Linked DNA regions of Mus musculus: region 1 is linked to region 2. A link is a contact called in public HiChIP or PLAC-seq data. All regions are on one chromosome and are shown on one strand. Each heading gives the region's core, a stretch centred on a gene start, on an enhancer-like site or on the middle of the called end of the contact. The rest is flanking DNA. Distances are from core to core; before and after follow the strand shown. Region 1 overlaps Gm15270 (predicted gene 15270). Region 2 overlaps Gm15270 (predicted gene 15270).

Region 1 (5,509 bases), core at 2,974-5,473, 93 kb after region 2:
ACTTAGAGTCCAGAGACATTCCAAGCTGAGGAAGGGAGTTGATGGGAACTCAATTTCCTAACCTGACCACCAGCTAACCATAGCTTGGATGCCCAGTGGCCTCTGAGTCAGTAACTCCTCATTCCAAAATAACACAAAAACATTTTGGACTAGAAGATCATTGCTAAGTATATTATTAATAATATTTCCAGAAAAAGTAAGGATAACTCCTTTGTGTATAAAGTGGTCCTCATGCAAATCCCTTTATCTAGGATAATCTGGAATGAGGCAGCGTGGGCAGTTTGCTCCCAGATCGGCTACAGCAGTTTTCATCAACTTCATTTAGAAACCGAGGACAAAAGTCAGAGCTAGCTTCAACAGAGTTGGTAACTCTTGACAGGAATTTGGAATTGTTAAGGGAAGGAAACACACTGAGTTTTCCCAAGCGTTTATAAATTGTGAACAGGAAGAGTATTTTAAATTTTGTGAAAGGCTATTTAATGGTGTCTCCAACTTAATTTCTTAAAAGAAAGTCCTTAAAAATGTTGTTTTGTACCCATAGTGGAACCCCCATCCTCACACTTACCAAAGACTCTAGCACTGATATTTGCTGTTTTTTAATTTCTGCTTTGTTTCAATCTGAAGGTCTCCCTGCATTGTCCTAAATAACCTAGACTTGTGATCCTCCTGCCTTAGGCTCTCAAGTAACTGAGCCTACGGGCACTGTGATGGTTTGAATGACAGTGTTCCCCATAGGCTCAGCTGTTTGACTACTTGGTCCCCAATTGGCAACAATGCTTGGGAATGCTTAAGAGATGTGACCCTGCTGGAGGAAGAATGTCACTGGGTGTGAGCTTTGGGTTTCAAAAGCCACACACCATTCCAGGTTTGTTCTCTCTGCTTCCTGCAGGTAGCTCCTGATGTGAGTTCTCAGCTTGCTATTCCAGCAGCCATCTCCGTGGCCTCTGTTCCTCTCACACTGCCAGAGATAGAGAAAGGAGAGACCTGACCTGCACTGCAATAGTGAAAGGTGCCTTCAACGCCACACCTCACCCAGTTGAACTTCCAATTTGTGAAAGAAAAGGGCCTAGGGAGTGTTCTGTTGCCACGGCAAATCATCATCCCGCTGCAAAGGTGACTTGAGGGGACAGGGGTAGCAGCAGAGTTTGGCAGTGTCTTCCAACTTTCGCAAAGATGCAGGAAGGAGTAAAAGAGCTGCGGAATCTTCTCCTGCAGTTTCACAGATGTGCCAAGGCCAGGTGTGGGGCAGGCTCCTACATGGAGGCCTTGAGGGGCTATGGAATAGAATTGTGGAAATAAAGCCTGCCTTGTGTTGGAAACCCCATATTTGGAGTGTCCAGAGCTGTGGGATGTCTGCCAAAGAAAGCTGTATGCAGGAAGTGGAACCAGCCCAAGGAAGAGATGTATATTATAGGCAACAAATCTGGGAGGGAAGAGCAAGCTAAGTCCTTTTGACACTGAACATGAAACAGCAGGATTTGATGTTTGTGCTGCTTGGCTCACTCTTGTTTTGGTCCAGTAGTTTTTCACTCCCTTTCAGACTGATAATGTATATTCTGCACCACTATACACTGGAAGTATGTGACTTGCCTTTTGATTTTACAGATGGCCATAGTTAAGAGACTGTCTTGAGTCTCCAAAGAGGATTTGGACTTCCGACTTCTAAACAGTGTCGAGAGTGAAAGATTATGGGGAAAATTCTGGAGTTGGACTAAATGAAACTGTACTATGATGTGGCCACAAGCCTACACAGCTGGGGGGTGTGATGTGGTGGTTTAAATGTGAATGCTCTGCACAGGCTCAGATGCTGGCACTCTTGGTCCCCAGCTGGCAGCTTGGGTACCTTTAGGATGTATGGCTTTGCTGGAGGAAGTACACCACTAGAGGTAGGCTTTGAGGTTTCAAAAGCCACACCTTATTCCTACTTGTTTCCTCTGCTTTCTGCATGTAAGTCAGGATGTGAGCTCTCAGCTTGCTGCTCCTGTGGCCGAGCCTGCAGTCTCTGCTCCATCATCATGGACTCTAATACTCTAGAACTGCAGTACCAAACAAACCATTTCTTCTAGACGTTTCTTTGGCCATGGTGTTTTATTACAACAATAGAAAAGTAACTGTTACAGGCACACACATGGAGTATGGTAAAAACCTTCTTAACTGATAAGTTCAAACCACCAATATTCTAGGACACTGCTAATGTTTTCGTGAGATCTCTACAGAATCGATTTCTACATATTTAGTTCAGAAACAGACACAGGAACCTGTGCTCATTTTCTATTTGTCTGCATTATGAATGGATAGCAGATTACAAAATCCTACGAGTCATTAATGAAAAATATAAGAATGTCCTCACCTATAACCTAGACATATCACTTGCCCTCTTATCCATAAATACCAAAGATGATTGCACACATTGATATTCCAAAATTAGGCAGAGGAAGCAAATACTTGAGATCTGTGTTCAAGCAAGCCTTTGTAGATGAATAGATGGAACCACGCTCAGCCCAGTTGGTGACTGGTTCTAGTTCTCCCAGTGACACCAGAGTCCTTGAATGGTCACATCTCTTATATAAGATGTCACCACAGACATACTTTAAACCACATCTGCATTACTTACAATACCTAATACAAAGCGAAGGCTATGGCAGATAGTTGGACTACTGTGCAGGGAATAATGATATGTTTTTTTTCAAGTCTGAACATGTTCAGTAAAGACACTGTTTGTTTGCTTGCTTGCTTGTTTGTTTATGGTTGTGGTCAAGCAGTTAAGGATTATTTTTTTAATCAGAGAAGAAATCAAAACCAAAGTCCACTCACTAGAGAAACTCACTAGAGAGAAAAAAAAAAGGACACTCACTAGAGAAAAGTAATGGTGCCCTAAATGCAGATGTATTTTCCCTTTAGTGTTTTCTAGCCCTTACTGGTTGAGTCTGGCTGCAGTACCTATGAACATGGAAGGCCAGCTATGTAGTGACACAAAAAAACTATGTGACTTGTTGAGATGAAGAGCAGAAAGGAACAGGATAATGACATGAGACAGGACTGAGACGTAACCTTCGTGTCGCTGACCTCCTGACCCATCTCTTTGTGGATGCTTGTTAGCCAAGGAGCCAGCCAAACTGACTAATGGTATTCCTGGAAGCCAAGAAACCTGTTGGTTGGTACAATAAGCTAAAAGAGTAGGAGTGTGTGTCACTCAGAACTGGCTCACAACCTATGGATCACAACCTATGTTCCACTATGATTGTGACTGTATTTCTAGGGTAATAGAGAACCTCCAGGATGTTACGGAAGAGCCTTGGCCTTCATAGAGGGTAATTCTGGATCGTGCTTTGGATGGGCAGGGTGAATGAGGACCGCCTTCAGTTATGCTGGTGTGTTCTTCCCCTGCTGCTCCAGCCACCACCTTTTTGCCACAGCTCTCACTCTAGGCTTTATACATTAATACTCCATATGAACACTACTTCTACATTATACTCAGGGCCTGAGGCATGCTTCCTATGAAAACGTTAATCAAGCACAAATACATGTCTTACAATTTGCTTTTATGAGTAGCTTCAAATTTTAGTTGATGGGTCTTTTTTAAAAAGTAATACTGCAGCTGCTATTTGATGACAATCAAGCTTTCCTTCTTCCAGACTGTTGGCAGACTGAAAAGGCATGTGGCATGCTGTTGGGAACACATTCAATGGGTGGGAAAGCCTAGGGTAGCACTGTTGAACTTGAAGCTGAAAACTATGGCTGTGTTTGTCAGGCCTTGAACATACAGAGAAAAAAAGCTGCTGGGCCTTTTGATGAAGATTTGCCTACTGAGGTAATTCTTGGACAGGAGTCAAATTACTCAGAAGAGAAATAAGTTCATGAAGAGCCAAATAAGTACATAGAGGGTTCTCCAAATTCATCAATTATACAACAATGAGCCCCTTAGAATGAGTTATTTCCCAGAGGCAAACTATGCGTTGTTTCATCTTTATTTCCAGAGTCCCAGGCACAGTGCCTGGTGTATGGTAGGCATTCTATAAACACTCATGCAACTGGGCTGAACCACACTGCTTCATGTCCCCTGCAATGGTCCCTTTCACCAGGTAACAGCCACACTTAACCTTGGCTGCTTGGTTATACAGGAGGAGCATCTCCAACCCCCACACCCCACTCCCCAACCTGATCCACTCCCCTAATTCTTATTCTATTGCTCACTCGCCTTCTCAGCCCCACACAAGCTGTAGTTGACACTTGCAGAGCTCACTGATATAAACAATACAGACCATAAACAATAAATTCCAGGGAGGGAAGGACTGTGGACTTTTGTTTTCCAGTCATGCGGTAAATATTGTTTTTGTTGGCTCTCAGTAAATATTTGTTAAAATACTGAGGCAGGAACCCATAATTTTCATGGTTTCCTCTCATGCTAATAATATTCAGAAGGTTTTAAATAATATGAAATAAATTATCCTTCGCATACTCACATAATAATGGGAACTAGAAAAGCAAAATGTTTTGTAAGGCAAGCCATGCAGGCAGGAAACACACTTGCAAGCAGGCACACACATACACATACACACCACACACAGAAACACATATATACACAGGCACATTCAGACACACATATACACACTCAGACACACATATACCTACATACACACATACCACACACACATACACAAAATATACACAAACCAGATAGACACATACCCTCTCACATACAAACACACCACACACACACATACATACACACTCACAAACACATACACACACAAGGCATACCATACACACACATACACCATACACACATATGCGCACATGCATATCATACACTCACACACATACCACACACATATACACACAAACATATACATATCACACACCCACACACAGATATTGACATGCAAACACACACACACCGTACACTCTCTCACACACATTCATTATAGACAGAAGTTACTCTTTATCCTGGAGACCACAGAGAAATGAAAATGTCTGTGGAGAACTATACTGATTTGTAGGCATTTCAAACACTTTCTTTAAAAAGAACAGACAACCCATTAAGTTTAACCTGAGGGAGTTTGTTTTTCTTATTGCTTTTTGTTTTTGACATAAAGTTAAAAACTCAAATACCATCAACTTCCTTATGCTTGACCCAATCACTCAGTCATCCGTAAACAGTTTCTCCTTGGCGCTGCTCTCTGCAGTCTTGGAATGAGAGAAAAAAGACCCCTGTTCTGATCTGAGCTGCAGTACTGGAGAGTAAAGAACGTGGTGAATAATGAGGCTCTTTTCTGGTTACAGAGAAAGAGCAGAAACTGAGACTGGTCACATTTAATCTAATACAGGAACATTTATAGCAAGCCAGAATACAGTATCCAGTTATTCAAGTCAACAACTTAATAAGCAAAATTCCAGAAGAATGATCAAGACAGCAGGGAGATCCAAGACAGTGATTGCTCTCATTCCGAGGGCCTTGTTTATGAAGTAACCACCTTGTTACAGAGCAGACACAGCACAAAACGATGCA
Region 2 (5,223 bases), core at 2,396-4,895:
GTCTCGGGTTTAGCCAATTTTTTTTTAATGCTGTGGTAAAACCATAGCTGAGGCAACTCACAGGGAGATGGATTTACTTGGGCTGTGGTTCTAGAGAGATGACTGCATTACCACTGGAGGGGGAAAGGGTAGTGCAGGCAGGAATAGGGACTAGAGCTGCAAGATAAGAGCTCATGTCTCAGATCTCAAGCAGGAAGCAGAGAGAGTGAACTAGGAATGATGTGTGGTTTTTAAAACTTCAAAGCCCACTTCTAGAAGCACAGTTTCTCCAACAAAGCCACACTACACAATCCTTCCCAAATAGTACCACCAATCAGGAGCTAAGCATCCAAATGCTGAGACTAGAGGGAATATCTCATCCAAACCACCACGCTCTGCAACCTTGAGGAGAAAGATCACTAAAGGCAGAGCCTGGAGACTCCGATGCTTATGTAGCTCCATGCGTTCTGGTCTTCCTGCTGTGAACAGTCTCTTCCACAGACTTCTGCTGTGTTTCCTGCCTCATGGACTGAAGCCCTCATCAGCCCTGGTCCAGAATGAAACTGTCTGTCTCCATTTACATTGTAAGCATTATAATCATAGGATCACAAAAGGAACTAATGTCCATTCTTTCAATATTTTAGAGTTTTTAAATAATATGTAAGCTTAATTTAGTTTTAACTTGATTCATACAGTGTAGAACTCACCCTTTTAAGGAATTCCACCAAATTCCTTTTAGTATTGTCAGAGTTGTGCAACCATCAACCATAACCAACCACAGCATAGTACAATTTTCCTGTGATTTGATTTATACTTGTCTCTTAAACAAATAATGCTAAATCTCAAAATAACCCTCTTTAAGAAAATAACAGAATTTCAGAGCCAGAAGCAAACTGTCACCTATACAGTCTAGAAATACAATTTACATAAATCCTGCAGCCAGGGTGTAACAGACTCATAATTCTAGGCCCTGAGACTAATACCAAAGATAACAGTCATCCATACAACTCGATAAGAGCCTATTTGTACTAGCTCCCTTCATAAAGAACACAGATCCATTTAAGTCTTCCAAAACTTCATTATGAAAAACAGATGCAGGAGCAGTGCCTCAGTCAGCGTTCCACTTGACTCACAGGAATGAAGCCCTGAGTTTCAGACTCTCGGGACCTATGTAAAAACCAGAGCGGTGCAGAACCTGTAACACCAGGCATGGCATTGACAACGGAGGTAGATATAGGCAAGTCCTGGAGTTCACTAGCCATCCAGCCTAGCCTATCTGGTGAAGTTCAGAACAATGGAAAACACTGCTTTAAACCAAGAGCAGAAGGAACCCCAGGAATGGCCTGTGCAATTGGTTTTTTGGCCCTTGCACATTCACACAGCTGCATCGGCAAATACAACAGGGGGGGAGGGGGAGGGGGAAAGAAGGGGAAGAGGGAGAGGAAAGGGAAGGGGGAGCGGGAGATACACAAGACCTAATAAGCTTAACATGTGACCAATAGAATTATAAAGTCATGCGTTAAAGTGTTTTGTTGGTGCAATGACAGAAATCAGCGTTATTTCAGGTAATAGAAGCCAATGGTCAAAAATATGTATTTTAGATTTGTATAGGTCTTTTAAAAGACTTACTTTTCACCTTTAAAATGGAAGTAATAGTATTTACACCTCTTAGAGGTTAGAGAGGATCCTCACGCTTCTATGCCTATTGTGGAGTCAGTTTGCAGCTGATGTAATACATTATGCAATTCATAACATGAAGCATCATTAGGGAAATTCATTCGCCTCCTTAGACATCTGAGCATTCTCACTTTTAACCCTAGTGAGCATCCTCAACTTAGTGATCAACTTTCTTGCTTGCTTCTGACAAGGTCTTTCTACATAGCCCCAGCCTGCTTGGCATTCACTACACAGTCTACATTTGAAACTCATTTAAGTATTTAAAGTAATATCTAATTCTATGACAATTGGAAGTACATTGAACCACGTCCATGTACATTATTTTGTTTGATATATTTAAGCATAAAGAAGAACCCCAAGTTTGATGGAGATTTCCCTTCCCCTTCCCGTCCTTTCCCTTCCCCTTCCCGTCCTTTCCCTTCCCTTTCCTTCGCTTCTCTTGCTATGCCAAAGACCTGACAAATGAGAGTAAAGAAAAGAACCTGAGGTCCCAACTTTATAACGAGCTGATATGAATCCAGGCACTAACTGCTTTCTAATGGCGGTCTGGTGTCTTCCCTGGGGTTAAATGAAAAAAGGGTCCCTTTCTCTTGTGTCTGGTGTAGATAGAGCCAGTGATGAGAACTATCTTGTACAGCAGTGTGTAGTCACACAGAGAGCTGCTGGGACATGGTTTCTTCTAAAGGAGAGCTCAACATGTCAATGGGAATGAAGACTTTTATAGAAAGAAAAAAGTATATTCTATATATCCTATTTCTGATAATAAGCCAAGTTCCAGATTTGTAAGAACAGGCTACTCTAATCAGGCCAGGTCTCATAGTATCAAATGTTTACAAAATTCAAGGAAAACCTTTCACTATTAAAGATTCCTGTAGTCTACCATTGTGCCTAAGCCAGTATGTTTGCCTATTGTATACAGCAGCACCATCATCCTTTTAAACTGAGAGAACCTTTTCTTTATTGTACTAAGGAGCCACTAAACCACCTAGCTCTCCCTAGCTGCTGCAGGAAACCCAGATCCAGCAGATGGAATGACCAGGACATTGGTACCATGGCACCAATACCATACCAACATTTCCCTTGTCATCTTTGCTTTTAATTGACATTTCTCAATGAAAGTTACCCTTGGGCCGGGAGACAGGAAGGCAGAAGAAACGGTTGTGTTGCTAGTATAAGTGTCCATGGTAGTAAGCAAGGTAGTTGCATTCTGTCTATGTTAGACAAGGTAACTTGATTATGTGCCTGACTCATTTCTCCTCCTAAAGAAGACTTTAAGTTGTGGACTTTGCTCTCTATGGCTGTTTGCTGAGGCTGAGTGTTGCTCTGAGGCCAAGGCTGGCTTCCAACTCTAGCTGATCCAGTGCTTCAGCCTTCTGAGCTCTGCAATTACTCACCTCTGTGTTCTGATCCCAGCCATCTGAAACATCATGATGTTCAGTGTGAACTCTCCTCTACCTTACCTCTTGAACAAGCAGAACAGTCTATCTGCACTCACACAAGGCTCAGACACTACTATGCCCCAGTAAGGATTTCTGAAGTCGGAGTGCTCAAGGGCTGAGAGGTAGCACACAAGAGCATTTAGAGCCCCTCAGGCACTTTTCCATGAACCCACAGCATGACAGTGTGATTCCAGCTCTGTTTACTCTTGGGGCACTGAAGTAAACCTGCCGAGTTCAGCGGCAACGCAAGGAAGACCATCTTTTTCACTTCACCATGTATGGTTTCCATCCCGCTCCTTCCATCTCTAGGCCACATGTTGTTCCTGAGATAGGTTCTCCCAGGCTTGCCACGGGGTCACCTCTACCCCGAAAGGGAATGCACACTTGTTGGGAAAAGGCACATAGAGATTCTACCCACTCGCTCTCGAGCAGCCTCGATTCTGAGTACCGCTCTGAAAGGTTGAATATCTCCTCTGCTGTTATAAATAGAGTCTGATGTCTGCCCTGGCGTTCACTGGGAAAGAATGCAAACAGTCCCAGGAATGAATTCTCAGGAAGGCTGCTCTGCCTGGTAAAGAGCTATTTTACTTTACATGACAACATCATCTTCCAGATACGGCGAAGACCTTACATTTTTAGCCTGTGAGTTTCTCACCCTTAGTAATGACGTTCCACATGAGGTTGGCGGGCAAGAGGGAGGGGGCGGGGGCACGTAGGCGGGAAGGGAAGAGTAAAAAAAATGTGCTGAACAATGCCTTTCTTCCTCAGTTGGTCTTTAAAGGAATACTCACCATTTTTTTAAATTTTTTATTAAATATTCTCTTTATTTACATTTCAAATGTTATCCCCTTTCCTAGTTTCCCCTCCAAAAATCCCCTATCCCCTCCCCTCTACCCCCTGCTAACCAACCCACCCACTCCCACTTCCTGGCCCTGGCATTTCCGTACACTGGGGCATAGAGCCTTCAAAGGACCAAGGGACTCTTCTCCCATTGATGACCGACTAGGCCAGTCTCTGCTACACATGCAGCTGGAGCCATGAGTTCCACCATGTGTTTTCTTTGATTGGTGGTTTAGTCCCAGGGAGCTCTGGGGGTACTGCCTTCTTGCTACATTCTCTAGCACCATATAACATTCATGTAAACTCTATTTTCACGTGAAGGTTATTATTCAAATAAATATCTATCATGTAAAGAATATCCAGGACCTTAACAGCACAAACCAAAATTCTGCTAGAGACACAGCACTGAGTCCAAAGATTCAAAAGACTCTTGGTTTTTGTGAACGTGTTCCTCTTCTGCCACACAAGGGAGCAAGGGAGTGAAGAAAGGTCTGCATGACTATGTAGACAGTCATTACTTTCAGTTGCAACAAGACAACTTTGGACATAAAACATGAAGATGACACAGCTGGAAAATGTGCAGCTTCCCATAAGATGTCAGTACATACAGAGGGGATTTTGAGATTTGGATTTCAGAACCCAGAAATATTTATCTTTCCTGTAACTAGATCAGAAGATACTGGGTCAGACATTAAGCTTCTTAATTGTGGTATCAAAACATGGCTCTCCAGGATTCCAGCAGCTTCAAAGTGGAGATAGCTTGAAATCCAGTGGCTTGTGACTGTGACCTCCCACTTCTGAGTGGCTGCACTTTGTTTATTCAACTGAATTCCTAGTGCTAGAATCGGAAAGCTGGATTCTGTGTGATTTCTGAATTAATATATGTAGTTATTCTAAATCCTTTGAATGGCAAAGAACTATGTTCAGAGACGTCCATCTACGGGCACGGAGAGTGTCATGATGCACATATGAGGACCCGAGTTCAGATCCCATCATCATCCATCTAAAACTCCAGGTGTGATAGCACCAGCTGCTGGGCTGAAGTGAGAGGAGCAGATGTGGGGTTCCCTGGGCAGACAGCATAGACAAAACATGAAGCCCCATGTGTCTCAAAAAGATGAAGTGAAATGATTGGTTCAGGAGACATCTGCCATCGATTTCTGTCTTCCATACCCAGATGCATTGGCAAGTGTATACACACACACACACACACACACACACACACACACACACACACACACACACTGAGAGAGAGAGAGCAATCTACAAAAAATGTCTAGACATAGAA

The links. HiChIP or PLAC-seq counts read pairs in DNA pulled down with a chosen protein or histone mark.
Region 1: a contact with region 2 is called in an H3K27ac HiChIP or PLAC-seq map of embryonic fibroblasts, with 25 read pairs. The contact joins two enhancer-like sites. A contact is called at or near these places in 1 of 39 promoter capture datasets (3T3-L1-derived adipocytes), 11 of 484 Hi-C or Micro-C datasets (the C2C12 cell line, cortical neurons, embryonic fibroblasts and 4 more) and 3 of 115 datasets of contacts at active chromatin or transcription factors (embryonic fibroblasts, embryonic stem cells and extraembryonic endoderm stem cells).

Annotation. Positions count from the first base shown.
Region 1 is chr10:24,568,463-24,573,971 of GRCm38.p6, forward strand. The region is part of intron 3 of Gm15270 (predicted gene 15270); the gene reads right to left. Gm36089 (a long non-coding RNA gene) reads left to right here. Exons shown (of 4, transcript XR_871524.2): 4 at 890-1,433. It also overlaps the pseudogene Gm6893. Among named protein-coding and RNA genes, the nearest start is that of Gm36089, 18 kb to the left of the region's middle. Within about 2 kb of position 4,224, at least 22 of the 459 cell types and tissues checked have an H3K27ac peak or open chromatin away from gene starts, as enhancers often do. A contact at or near this core is called in embryonic fibroblasts, where this site is marked.
Region 2 is chr10:24,475,751-24,480,973 of GRCm38.p6, forward strand. All of the region lies in intron 3 of Gm15270 (predicted gene 15270), which reads right to left. Among named protein-coding and RNA genes, the nearest start is that of Gm40615, 18 kb to the left of the region's middle. Within about 2 kb of position 3,646, at least 36 of the 459 cell types and tissues checked have an H3K27ac peak or open chromatin away from gene starts, as enhancers often do. A contact at or near this core is called in embryonic fibroblasts, where this site is marked.